Regions from separate parts of the Mus musculus genome. Here region 1 is linked to region 2. The links are chromatin contacts, called in public Hi-C maps. All regions are on one chromosome and are shown on one strand. The core of a region is the stretch at or near the end of the contact, and the rest is flanking DNA. Distances in the headings are between cores, read along the strand shown.

Region 1 (5,965 bases), core at 2,202-4,701, 180 kb after region 2:
TAAAACCTGATTTTTTAAAGAGGGAGGAATCTACCTTTCTCTTGTTGTGTTTTTACCAAATTCCCAAGAGTATCATTGTGACTGCATTTGCAGGGCCACCCAATGGCAGGGAGATGACATCACTTCTTGACATAGAACCTGTGCTCACTTGAAAATTGGGTACTCTTAGCTGATTGGGAACAAGGTAGACTTTCACAGTGCTTGAACTCCGCCCACAACCCTATGGGCTGGAGACCAAACTCCAGATAGAGACAAGCACTCTGTCACCAGGTCACACACCCAGCTCTATTAACCAAACTGTGGGAACCTCATATCCCTCCCAAAAGAAATGTCTTTGAGCGTGCATCATCAACAGATGCACATTTGCTTATTATTTACAAACCACACACAAGTATTATTGTGCCAATACGTTATGAGCACCACAAAACACATGGCAAAATGGGAAGTTTTCAAAGATGAGATATTTCAACCTAGAAAATACACATTCTGGTGTCTTCTTCTTCTTGAAGCCCTTTCCACAATCCACAGAGATGCACAGACCCCATGTTGGGGTACACAGGACTAGGGCTTACAGTAAGGTCGGCAAGCCAGTGTCCTGGAGGCCAGGAGGGCTCACAGGATGCCTAACTAGGCGGGCATCCTTCTAGGTACCTCACTAATGAGTGCTGTGGTCGCAAGGTTGAGATCCATAATTGGCGCTGATGTGCACAGCTGTGTCAGAGATGGCAGCAGAGAACAATTTGGCTGTGATCCCAAATGTCTCACAGGCTGATTGGGTGAACCGAGCTTTATCCAGAGCAAGTCGCTGAGTACCCCGGAGCTACCCTGACTCACTAGGAAGCAGGAAAGCTAACACAACACTCCAGACTGCTCTGAGGAACAGTTGAGGTAACATGGATGTGTTGTAACAGGAGCACTGGGCTTCTACCCAGGTGTCTTGTGTCTCACATAGAGCATGTGATCTTTTTGGAGGTGATACAAGAACTACAGACTACAAAGCCGTTCAGTTTTTGTAGTCTCACTACAAGTCTCCATACCGACACATGGGAGAACTTTCCCTCTACCCAATAGCCAAAGAAAAATATAGTTACTTCGAAATGCTAGAAGGGACAGTCTGGGGGGAGAGTTGTGGTTGGTCAAGATAAGGAAGAGAGTAAGAATTAACAAGCAACAGAAAAAAGATAGCACCCAAGCTTAGGAAAAAAGCAGACATACTTTACTCAGCTCTCCTGTCCTCTGCCTCTCCTCCATCTGAAGCAAACATTATACTGATGTCACTTTTAATGTAGTTGTTTGTATCTTTAGATGCATGATGTAAGTCAAGGCATGTATTAAAAAGGTAAAGAAGAACACGGTGCACTCAGCTCAAGACCGAAATATCACGAACATCAGTAAACCACCTTCTGCCTCTTCCCCAGCTCTCTCTCTCTCTCTCTCTCTCTCTCTCTCTCTCTCTCTCTCTCTCTCTCCCCATGTTCATCTGGGGCCACAGCACACATCTCTGTAGGACTCACATATGTGTCCCTAAGCAGTTCATGGGTTGCTTCTACTGTTTTCCCACTTGAGACAATATGTGGCTGCCATTATCCTTCACACAGTTGGCTTGTGACTTGCTCACACAGGCTTATAAAGTGCTTGGCAGGACGCCCGCACGATCATATGGAAAAAGAAGAATCTAAAACTCACGCACAATGTCTGGATCACAGTATCGACACTCACAACTCAACATACTCTCTTAGTCATTTTTTTCTTTATGTATGAATAATAAATAACTTTTGAAAATGGGAATTATGACACACATGAGATTTTTTTAATTTAATTTTTACTTCATGTGTACCAATGTTTTGCCTGCATGTGCATCTGTGCCTGGTGTCTGTGGAGGCCAGAAGAGGGCATCTGATACTCTGGAACAGGAGTTAGATGTGGTTGTGAGCCACTGTGTAGGTGCTGGGAATTGAACTCAGGACCTCTGGAAGAGCAGCCAGTGCTCTTAACCACTGAGCCATCTCTCCAGCCACTACACCTAAGAATTTGAATCTGTATTTGTTCAGGCCTCGTGTTGTATAAACGTGTGATCCTTTGGACACCTCTGTATTCACGTAAACTATATTGTTCTCAAACAGCTTTTCCCCTCTCGGCCTCCAGCCAGGTGTGTTCCTTTCTCATCTACCTGACAAAACCTACAGCCTCGTCTATATTAATTTTCTTCCTGTCAATAGGTTCAGTCTTTGCTACATGGATTGCGTAATTCACTGCTTGATCGACGCTCTTGTCTTTCTAATAATTCTGACCACTGTCTTGTTCCTGGCCACAGTGTCAGTCCTCAAGACCAACAACTATGTCTCACACGTAGCACGTGCTCAGTAAACATGTGAAGGTTTTCGGAGCGCTCCCTAAGGGCTTGGACTCTTCCCCCTTCTTTCTTGTTCTTTCTATGCATCAGTAAGAGCACCCCAGGCTCAGGAGAGGATTCGAGTCGATGCCTTAGAAAGGCTGGAGGCTCTCTGCCTGTAACTTCCTAATTCTGTTCTACCATCCCTTGGTGGTGCATGCGAGATCTTTGAGATGCACTGATGCAGGGCCGGAAGTATCCTGGGCCTTCCTGGGGCTTACTGACAGTGGGTCATCCTAGGATATGAATGATTCAGGCATCAAAGAAGCAATAATGAGATTTGAACCCTCCTTTGTATTCTATGTTCAAGGCTTTAAAATAAATACAGCAGCCTTTAAAAGAAAAATTAGGCTAGGTGGGATTATAAATTAACACATTTAATTTTCTATCACTAAAATGGCAAAAATGATTTTTCCAGACTCCATTTTATAATGTCCATTACTATTCTCAAACACAAGGTCACACACACACACACACACACACAGCTTTTGTGCAACTTGTCTATATTAATGATGTGCTAAGATCATTTCTGAGTTATTTACCAGTTCTATCTTACAGTTAAAGTGTGCCCGAGGGGAGAGGAAACAGGGCCTTGGGGCTTATCTTTCGATTTGCCATACCCTTACTACCCCTTCTTGGCCCCGCCCACTCCCGACAGCCCTTTCTCACCCAGACCTCACACTTACTCAGCTGTGTTGATTCTAACACACCATTCTCCCTCTCCGAGCTGCTTTCCCTCATTTGTTCTTGCACTGTGGCTTCCCACCAGCTGTGAAAATCCTGTCAGCACCAGCACCCGCTCTGTATGCCAGCGAGTGGAGAAAACTGCAGGTTCCTTCTATGGCACCAGCCTCTATCTCTTGCCAGATCCTTCGGCTTCAACAGCAGCCCAGGGGCATCCAACCACCAGGGAAACAGACATATCCTCCAGAAAGCCTTTCTGCCGGAGAAGCACGGTCACCACCAGAGGGAGTGCATCTGCTCTTCTGGCCTCAGAGTGAACTTGATCACTCTGTGGCTCTTCTGATGAGATGCTATAGGGATAAGCGGTACTGAAATGCTCTCCCTCACCAGGGACTGTCAGTTGGAGGAGTCTAGTTCCCAGTGCGAGGGCAAGCCTGGGAACAGCTCAAAGCAGGTCCCATTTCCCACAGTGCCTCATCTACTGCATCTTAGACAAGGAAACCAAGAAGACCCTCTCCGTGGAAGATCCAAAGGGACACCGGGGGACGCATCTTCAGATTGTGCATGAGTATGCGGGCAGAGGGAAGGACCCTGCAGGCTGGACCTTATCGTGTAGAACCCCTCCCTGCAGCTCCAGAGCGCCCCCTGGTGCCTTCTGGGCCACTGACTTCCCCCAGTCTCACTGGAATACGCCTTGTTTATTTTACAGCCCTCTGCTGTCTGGCATTTCCCCCTGCTATTTACACACCAGGGCCCTGTAAGGACACATGGTTGGTTTTTAGAAGCTTCCTCCTCAAAGCTTCAAAGGAAAACCTCAATTTTGGCATTTCCTAGAAAAAACGATTTAATGTTTCTTCTTGAGGCTCAGGCTGTTGGAACAAAACCAAAAGCTAGGGTCCCCGCAGCACTTGGCACCGCGCCTGTGCTCCTGGGAGCTAGAGGTGCCACTTGGTCCTTGCAGCACAGAGAAGGGATGTTACTGCCCCCATTTCACAGATGTGAAACTGAGGGTGCCTGGGGGTGGGGGTGGAGTGGGGCAGCTGCTGGCAGATCCAGGGAACACAAGCAGAGAGTGAAGTTGGGTCTGTCCCCAGAAGCTCTGCCTCCTGAGTCCCAGTCCCCAGCAGCAGGCTTGCTTTCTACTGTCCAAATCTCCTACGATGTGACAGTCACAGTTTTCTGGAGTACAGCACTCTTGTGATGCTCAGATTTTCTTTGATTCTCTGCATAAATTTACTATGAAATCTTGTGATTTAAGAGGCTACTCTCTCCTTACTGTTTTTTTCTCTCTTTTTTTTTTTAAAGAACTCTGTGTTGGCAGAGTGCTTCCTGGTTTTGTTTCTGATTTTTGCAGTGCTAGGGTTTAATCTGGGCATTTTGAATTCTAGAAAAGATCTCATCCACAGAGCCACAGCCCAACCTTAGAAAAGTTCGTATTTCATAAATGAAGGTCTCCTAGCAGAGTATAGGTATTCCTCAGATAACATCATCAGGAATGTCCAGAATGTTGCTCCTGCCTACAGTGAATACAAACAATTGTTTGTTCAATCTAGTTTGGGGCTAACAAGAATATAATTAAGGCACTTTCAGCTGGTCTGCCTCTCTGGGGAACATCCGGGTTCTCTATGTTCCTTTGGTAAGCTATTAGTCAGGATGGGATGGCCACTATATACTGCCCCAAGTTTCTAGATCAAATCTATAAGTCCTGACAGGCCCAGCCCTGCTTCTCTTTAGGACACACAAAGTTTTGCCAAATACACAGACTACTAGATATACATATAGTTCCCTCTGGGGTCATCTGCTCCCCAAGAGACTTGTTAAAGTGGGACACTATTCTTGAGCTAAATTATCAATCAAAAGTATTCTTCTTTCTGGTATGGCTGCTTTCCACAGATAATGAAATCCCATCAACTTCCTCTAAAGAAAACGTGACCTACATAAAAATGAATAGCAATTAATTCTCAGCTGCAATCTTCAGAGGCTGGAGCTGAGCTAGAGCCCAGAGTCCTAGGAGCCCACTCCATCTTGATTGGGAGGCTGTAGCAGGTAAAGGGACCTTGAGGGACAGGCCCCAAGTATGAAATGATAGCACGAAGGGAAAGGGGTCAGAGCCAAAGAAGAACAGGCAGAATCCAGCACCCAGAGCGCCAGAATATCAGTTCCAGGCCAGGCCTGCTACCAAGAACCCAGAAGAACTCTTTAGATCAATCACAGAAGAATGATTTTTGTAGATGGTGCTTTCTTACCAGGGTGCTAGAGGTAGAATGTATCACAGCCATGTCATCACCTTCAGAGATGGATGTAGTCCATCAGCATGCCCAACGGCTACGTGGTCTCTGCCACCTAAACTTGCTCTTTGGGTTACATTCCTCACTCGAAAGTGAGATGCTTCGGTGGTAACTGTCCCAAGAGGGTCTCCATGAGAATACATTCTTTCCATGAAAGAACAGGTTAGGAGTGGGGGTGCACTTAGGGGAGGGGTGAAACAGGATCTCAAGTCCAGCTTAGGCAACATGGCAAGATGCTCTCTCAAAAACACAGCAGAGACAAATGAGGGAACTAGGCAACAACCGACCGAAGATGCAGGGTCCAGACTCTGGCTTGATCTTGACTGAATTCCTTAAGACTCTGAACCTGTCTGCATCTCCCTTCTCCCAACAGTAAAACCAGAAGCCAGTTATGATGATAGTGCACACACCTGAAGAGCGAGGGCAGGCTGTGTATCTACTTGCTCCTGACACAAGGCAAGCCCAGAGAAGTTCTGACTATGCTAAAGGATAACCAGGGTAGACCTGGGGTTCTCATTCTAGAGTATCTGCCTAAAGTGAAAACCTGAGTGGTTGTTCTAGAAAATCAACCCAATGTTCTTGGTGGAGAATCATCCACCTA
Region 2 (6,264 bases), core at 183-2,682:
GAAACCATGACTTTAAAAAATATTTTCCTGTAGTCATTCCTCAGCAGGTAAGCATTGTAAGTAAGCATCAAATTAGCACATTCAGGGGTTGCACTGTATTAGAATTCTTGATTTTAAAAACTGCTTCAGTTAATCTGCTCACAAAAATCTGTTAAATCATTTTTGGCTTGGGATTAGGGCAGAATCTCTAATAATTTCTGAAATGTTCATAAACTTACTAATATTGTTTTGTACAAGGTATTTGTGAAACGGTGTTCTCAGCATTGACAATTATAAAATTTAAAACGTTGGGAAACTTTATGTTTTATATCCTTTGGTATCAAATATTTAGCTGATTTCTTTATATTAAGAGTGGCAGCCGGGCAGTGGTGTCGCATGCCTTTAATCCCAGCATTTGGGAGGCAGAGGCAGGCGTTTTTCTGAGTTCAAGACCAGTCTAGTCTACTGAGTGAGTTCCAGGACAGCCAGCGAAAAAACCAAAAATAAAATAATAAATTAATAGAGTGGCAAACACATCCATCTCATTAATATGCAAATTTGCTTTAATAGTTAATATAGGAAAGCTACAAATACATAGCAAAAATGCTTTTAAATAAATTTATTATCATTAAATATGTCTTGTATTCCTGTTATAGTTACATACCTGGAGTTGTGTAAAAGTTTGTGAAGAAATCAACAAATGGAGGTTTAAGTCCTGAATTAGGGGAAAGGTTAGGTACTCTTGGAAGTATACAAAAGCAATAAACTCGGAGGCTGGGAATGTGGCTCAGCTGGTCGAGTGCTTCTTTTAGCATGCACGAGGCCCTGAGTTCCAGCCCCCAGCACTTTATAAAACTTGGGACGGTAGTTTATTCCAGCACTTCAGGAGGTGGAAGCAGTCGGTGCAGAAACTGAAGGTCATTGGGCAATTCGCAGTTTTTGAGGCAAGTCTGTATTACAAGACGTCCTGTCTTAAAAGGGGGTGGGGTGGGCCAAAGAGGCGTGTCCCCCATCCCTTCTTTCTCTTTCTTCCACTATAAAGGACCCACGTCAGCAAAACAAGCCTGTCTTTGAAGCTTCCAGTCTGAGGAGAGGTTAGTTAGAACTGTGGCTGGGTTGGAAAACTGCAGTTGGCCAACCAGCCAATTACGTTAAGAGAAGCTCCGGGATGCCCGGGTAGTGCTGGGATGGTGGCTAACGTTTCGTGGCCAGCCGGAACCGAATCTCACACAAAGTCCCACAAAGACTCAGTAAATGAACCTCGCCATGCCGGGTTCTCCCTCTCCCCGGGAACGATGCCTGTTCTGGACACAGCTCAGACAGGCCCCGGTTGGCTTTCAGAAAGCGACCTCGGCTCACGCTGGCGAGCATCAGTGCGAGGAGCGAGCATCGCCGGAGCCCCGCCCACCCTGGGGTCCTCCGGGAGACCGCGCAAGCGCGGTTGGGCGGGACTCGGGGGCGGGGATTGAGGGGAGTGGGGTCCACGTCCAGCGGCGTAGACAAAGACGGGCGGGCGTACGCACGCTCTTACGTACGCCTGGGCCGGCGGCGGGCAGGGCAGGGCGGGAGCGGCAGTCACCGAGGACTGGAGCCGAGCCTCACGGCCGGTGAGTTGGATGGACCTGGTCCTACCGGACGCCCCCGGCCCCGGGCGGGACGCGGGGTCGGCAGCCGCGGGCCGGGGTCCCGCCGGTGGGGCAGCCGCTGCCGGGCGGTCCGAGCTCCTTCACGCCCGCTTGCCCCACTCCTGTCCTTCGCCAGCCCCGCTCCTCTCCTCCCGGGCTAGCCCCGCTGTCCTCTTGCCGCCTCATCTCCTCTCCAGTCGCCCGGCTCCTTGCCGCTCGGCTCCTTGGCTCAGCCAGCCCCGCTGTCCTCATCCGGCCCTTTCTTTCCCTTCCCTCCTCTCCTCGGCCGCCCCGCTCCTCTCTCCCCGACCGGTTTCTCTCCTCCTCAACCGACCACGCTCCTCTCCGCAGGCCGCTCGCCGCCTCGGCCTGGTGTGGCCCGGAGCTGAGGAACGTGGCTGAGAACCCGGCGTTAGATCACGTGGAAACGGGTTTCCCCCCCAGAATCCGTCCTTTATCCCGTGCTGTGCTCACACTGTCTTCTTTTTCGGGTCTGCCCCCTCTCCCCCTTCCCGCATTGGAGAGTCCCAGTGTCCAGGTTTGCCCCCGGATAGGGGCAGCCCTGCTTGATGCTACATGACTTTCCTGAGCCACTAACTAGAACTGCCACTATTCCAGCCTTCTTCACACCCCAGACTCCCTTTCGCCTTGGTTCCATGCCCTCAGTGGTAGTAGCATCCTACCTGGAAGTTTGACTTATTTATTCACTTTCCATCTTACTTGGATATTACATTGGTGACTCACAGGTTGTAGAATAATCTATGTGAAATTGTCAGGCTTCGCGGACGTTAAGTTCCATCCCATACCCATCTCTTGCGTATTACCGGTAGATAGCCTTTGAAGAACTTTGGTTTCGCTCGTTTTCCTTAATTTGAGCAGAACTTTTAAGAGTCTCTGCAGAGTTAGCGTGTCTTCGAGATTGTATCGCAACCCCGTAAAGACAGGCATAAAAATCACTGCGACCAAAGACTATGGTCAAAACTGTAATCCTGCCTGCTAAATTATCCTTCCTCTTTCTGAGAGTAATTTTTCAGACCTATAATTTGGAGAATTTCAAATATGCAAAACCAGGAACGTATGCTCATTATTATATATGCTCAGTGACATCTGGGGTTAATCATGCAATATCTGCATCTTCATTTATTTTACTTCTTCTGTCTCAGGAAGAAACAAAAATTTAGCACTGGAGCGCGCGCCGTGTGTGTGTGTGTGTGTGTGTGTGTGTGTGTGTGTGTGTGTTGGAGGTTTGTGGTTTATTTAATTTTACCAATGAGCTGTATATCTCCCGTCTCCATGTTTTTGATAGACAGTGAGCCTTTACAAGTCAAAAGTAGCTTAAGTTTCAAAATGAAGATTGTAGCATTGCATAAAATCGTAATATGTTTTTGTTGAAAGGTACCCTATTATTAAAAGTTCTTCCTTGAGCTGAGGTGCTGGCTCTGAGTAAATGCTATATAAACATGAGGACCTGAGTTCAGATCCCCAGCATCCATGTAAAAAGCCAGACATGGCTCTCACCTGTAGTCTCACTGCTGGGAGGCAGAGACAAGAGGCTCCTGAGAGCCATTTGATAAGATTCTGGTTCAGTGATAGACTCTGTTCCAATACAGTGAAAGGACTAGAGAGATGGCTCATCAGTTAAGAGCGCCTGAAACTCTTGCAGAGGAGCTGGAGTTGATCCTGGTACCATATGCTGGTTTACATTTATCTGTAACTCTGCCTCCAGGTGATCCTATAGCCTCAAGTGTTCCTGGCCACATACAGATACACACTTACACAATTAAAAATAAAAACAGGGTTGGAGAAGATGCCTTGGACCTTCAGAGCACAGGCTGCTCTTCCAGAGGTCCTGGGTTTGATTCCCAGCATCCACATAGTGGCTCACAACTGTCTATAACTCACTTCCAGGGGATCTGGCACCCTCTTGTAGCCTCAGACACCAGGCATGCACATATATACATGAAGGCAAAACATTCGTAAAATAATAAAACAATTGGAAGTGGAAAATGACTAAGGAAGAGACCTGAATTCTGGTTTCAGTATGCACATATGTGAGTGAGAACTTCAGATGGTTTTGTCCAGTGTCTTTAATTTTTAAACAAAGAGGGGTTCGTTGGCTTGTCCAGACCCATAGAGGCCAATATTGAGGCTAGGAAAAACATCCCATTTCCCCAGCTCTGCACTGGGTTTTTTCTTCACTGCCACTGTGAAGTGCCACTTTCAGATTCCCTTGAAAACTTATAATCATGAAACATGTAGGTGAGTTAATACAAGCTTTTCTAATGAAGGACAGAGTAGTACAATGAACTGTGCTTAATTTAAAAAAAAAAATAAGTGTGGGACAAAAGACAAATTTTGATTATAACTTTTAGAAGACTTTGGGAAATACTGACTTAAAGATGGTTGGCAATTAAATAGAAGAGATTTATATAACATTCATTGCTATTTAATACAGTCACTAAGGGGATCACCCTAGGGACCCAGCTCAAGTGGTAGGGCACTATTAGAAAGTTTGTTACTAGAACACCATAAAATTTATTCACAGCAAAATAAGATGGCTACAGTGTATCAGCAGTAAAAGACACTGTCTTTTAGGTAGTCATTGACTAAAATGCCCTTGTGCAGTTCTACAACATTTTTTTTTTCTCCAGAAACAATATTGCAACTAGGAAAGGAGGAATTTTACCAGGCAGCCTGCATAGTTAGTTCCAAGGCCCAGTTAAAGGAATTTCTTCAAATGTGTTGAGTGGTTTGGTTTGGTTGCTTGTTTTTTATTTAAATAAATTAACTGAGGTACATACATGCAGAAAATAGCTTACCAAGATTTCTTGCATGAGATAACCTGTTTTTAAAACAGGATGCTTTAAATGGGACAGCTTGACTAAGTGAATCTGTATGCTAGTTGGTTCAGGGCTGAAGTATTTTTACAAGAGGACTAAGAATCATCAATTAATGAGCTCCCCTGTGTACGTTAAACTGGTAAGCTGAACAAAAAGTAAGAGAACTGAGTTCCTTGAAGCACATTCCATCCATTTACAGTGTGTGGCAAAACTCCTGAGTATTGATTCTAGTCATCTTTGTACTAGGTACCTCTGTTTCTCTTCCCTCCTCCCTTTCATCCTGGGTGATGGTTAACTTTAATTATTAACTTCATTGGATTGAGAAATGCTGAACGTGTTTTCAGAAGCAGATTATGAGTAGCCCGAGTTAGTGAATAGATTCGTCCCTTGGTATTCATATAGATGGCCTTACTGAACAGTGGTGAGAAGGGTCTAGCTGTGAGACATAAGTCGCAGGCTGCACCCTTCAGAACTGTGTCTTCTTCCCGTATTCCATCTCTGCTTCTTGTCTGCCATAAAGCAAACAGCTGGTTCTATCACACACCCTGCTGCCATATTTTGCCCAAGCCTATGGAGTTAGTCAACCTTAGACTGAACCCTCTAGAATCAAGCCAAATAATTATTTTTTTCCCTTGAGTTACTCTGTCATGTTGGTCACAGTGACAGAAAGTAGCACGGGTGTATAGCTATAGTTTTACTCGTGCACCAGTTTCTTATACTTAATGTGGGGATGTTCTCCAAGTCATGTTGTGAATAAGTGAATTCTAGACTTTAGAGTACTTTAGATTTAGGTCTGAGTATAGGCTATGGGTTTATTGTGCATGGTTGTAAATTTATTTTAAGGATGGCCATTTGTAAGCTTGTAACCAATACAGTTATGGTCACACAGATGGAGCTTAATGGAAAGCAACCACATCTAGTTGACATGGTATCCTAGTTTGCTTTCATTTGAAACCATGTGGTTGAGTCATCCATCCATCCATCCATCCATCCGTATCCCATCCCCATCCCGTGTTCCCCAGTCTCTAGCATTTGAATGCTTGGTGTCCAGTTGGTGACATAGTTTGCAGAGGTTTAGGAGATGTGGCTTTGAGGTTTTGAGAGCCACATGCCATTCCCACTTCAGTTCCCACTCTACTACTTGTTTGTGGTTCAGGATACGAGCAGATCACTCAGCATCCTGTGGCTGCTGTCATGCCTGCTGCCTCTGCTCTGTCCTCGTAGGCTTTTTATCCCTCTATAAGCATAGTGCCATAAACCCATCCTTCTTTAAGTTGCCTTGGTCATGCTATTTTATCACAACGATAGAAGAGTGACTAATAGACAGGGTGACCAAAAGCAACTTTGTGAGGAAAGGGTCTACTTGGCTTACACAGCCCAGTCACTGTTGATCATCAAGGAAGATCGGGACAGGAACCACGGAGGAAGTCGGCTTATTGGCTTGCTCAGTTTCCTTATACTTCCAGATTTGTCTGCCCAGGAATGGTGCCACTCAGTGCCTCCCTCCCCATCAGTTTAATAAAGTGTCTCACTTACGTGCCCACAGGGCATTCTGATGGAGATAACTCCTCAGGTGAGCTTCCTTTGCCTTGAGTAACTAACACAGGGTTTCTCTGTGTAGCTCTGGCTTTCTGGAACTCACTCTGTAGACCAGTCTGCCCTCAAACTCAGAGATCCATCTGCCTCTACCCCCAGAGTATTGGGATTAAAGGTGCCCAACTTCCCAGTAAACTTAATTTATATTTGGTTTACAAAAACTAACCAGCACAACTGACCCCTTGTCAACTTGACACAGACACATCACTGTTAAACCATAATCT

What was found. Hi-C and Micro-C count contacts between places; a contact is called where the count stands out from the background.
Region 1: a Hi-C map of muscle stem cells shows a contact between it and region 2, with 2.5 times the contacts expected there. The contact joins the enhancer-like site here to the promoter of Gpat4 in region 2. A contact is called at or near these places in 1 of 484 Hi-C or Micro-C datasets (muscle stem cells), 1 of 115 datasets of contacts at active chromatin or transcription factors (pancreatic cancer cells) and 3 of 9 other capture datasets (adipose tissue, liver and macrophages).

What each region holds. Positions count from the first base shown.
Region 1 is chr8:23,025,842-23,031,806 of GRCm38.p6, reverse strand. All of the region lies in intron 1 of Ank1 (ankyrin 1, erythroid), which reads right to left. Among named protein-coding and RNA genes, the nearest start is that of Gm51563, 8.3 kb to the left of the region's middle. Within about 2 kb of position 3,451, at least 125 of the 459 cell types and tissues checked have an H3K27ac peak or open chromatin away from gene starts, as enhancers often do. A contact at or near this core is called in muscle stem cells and pancreatic cancer cells, where this site is marked.
Region 2 is chr8:23,203,621-23,209,884 of GRCm38.p6, reverse strand. Gpat4 (glycerol-3-phosphate acyltransferase 4) reads left to right here and starts at 1,432. Exons shown (of 13, transcript NM_018743.4): 1 at 1,432-1,586.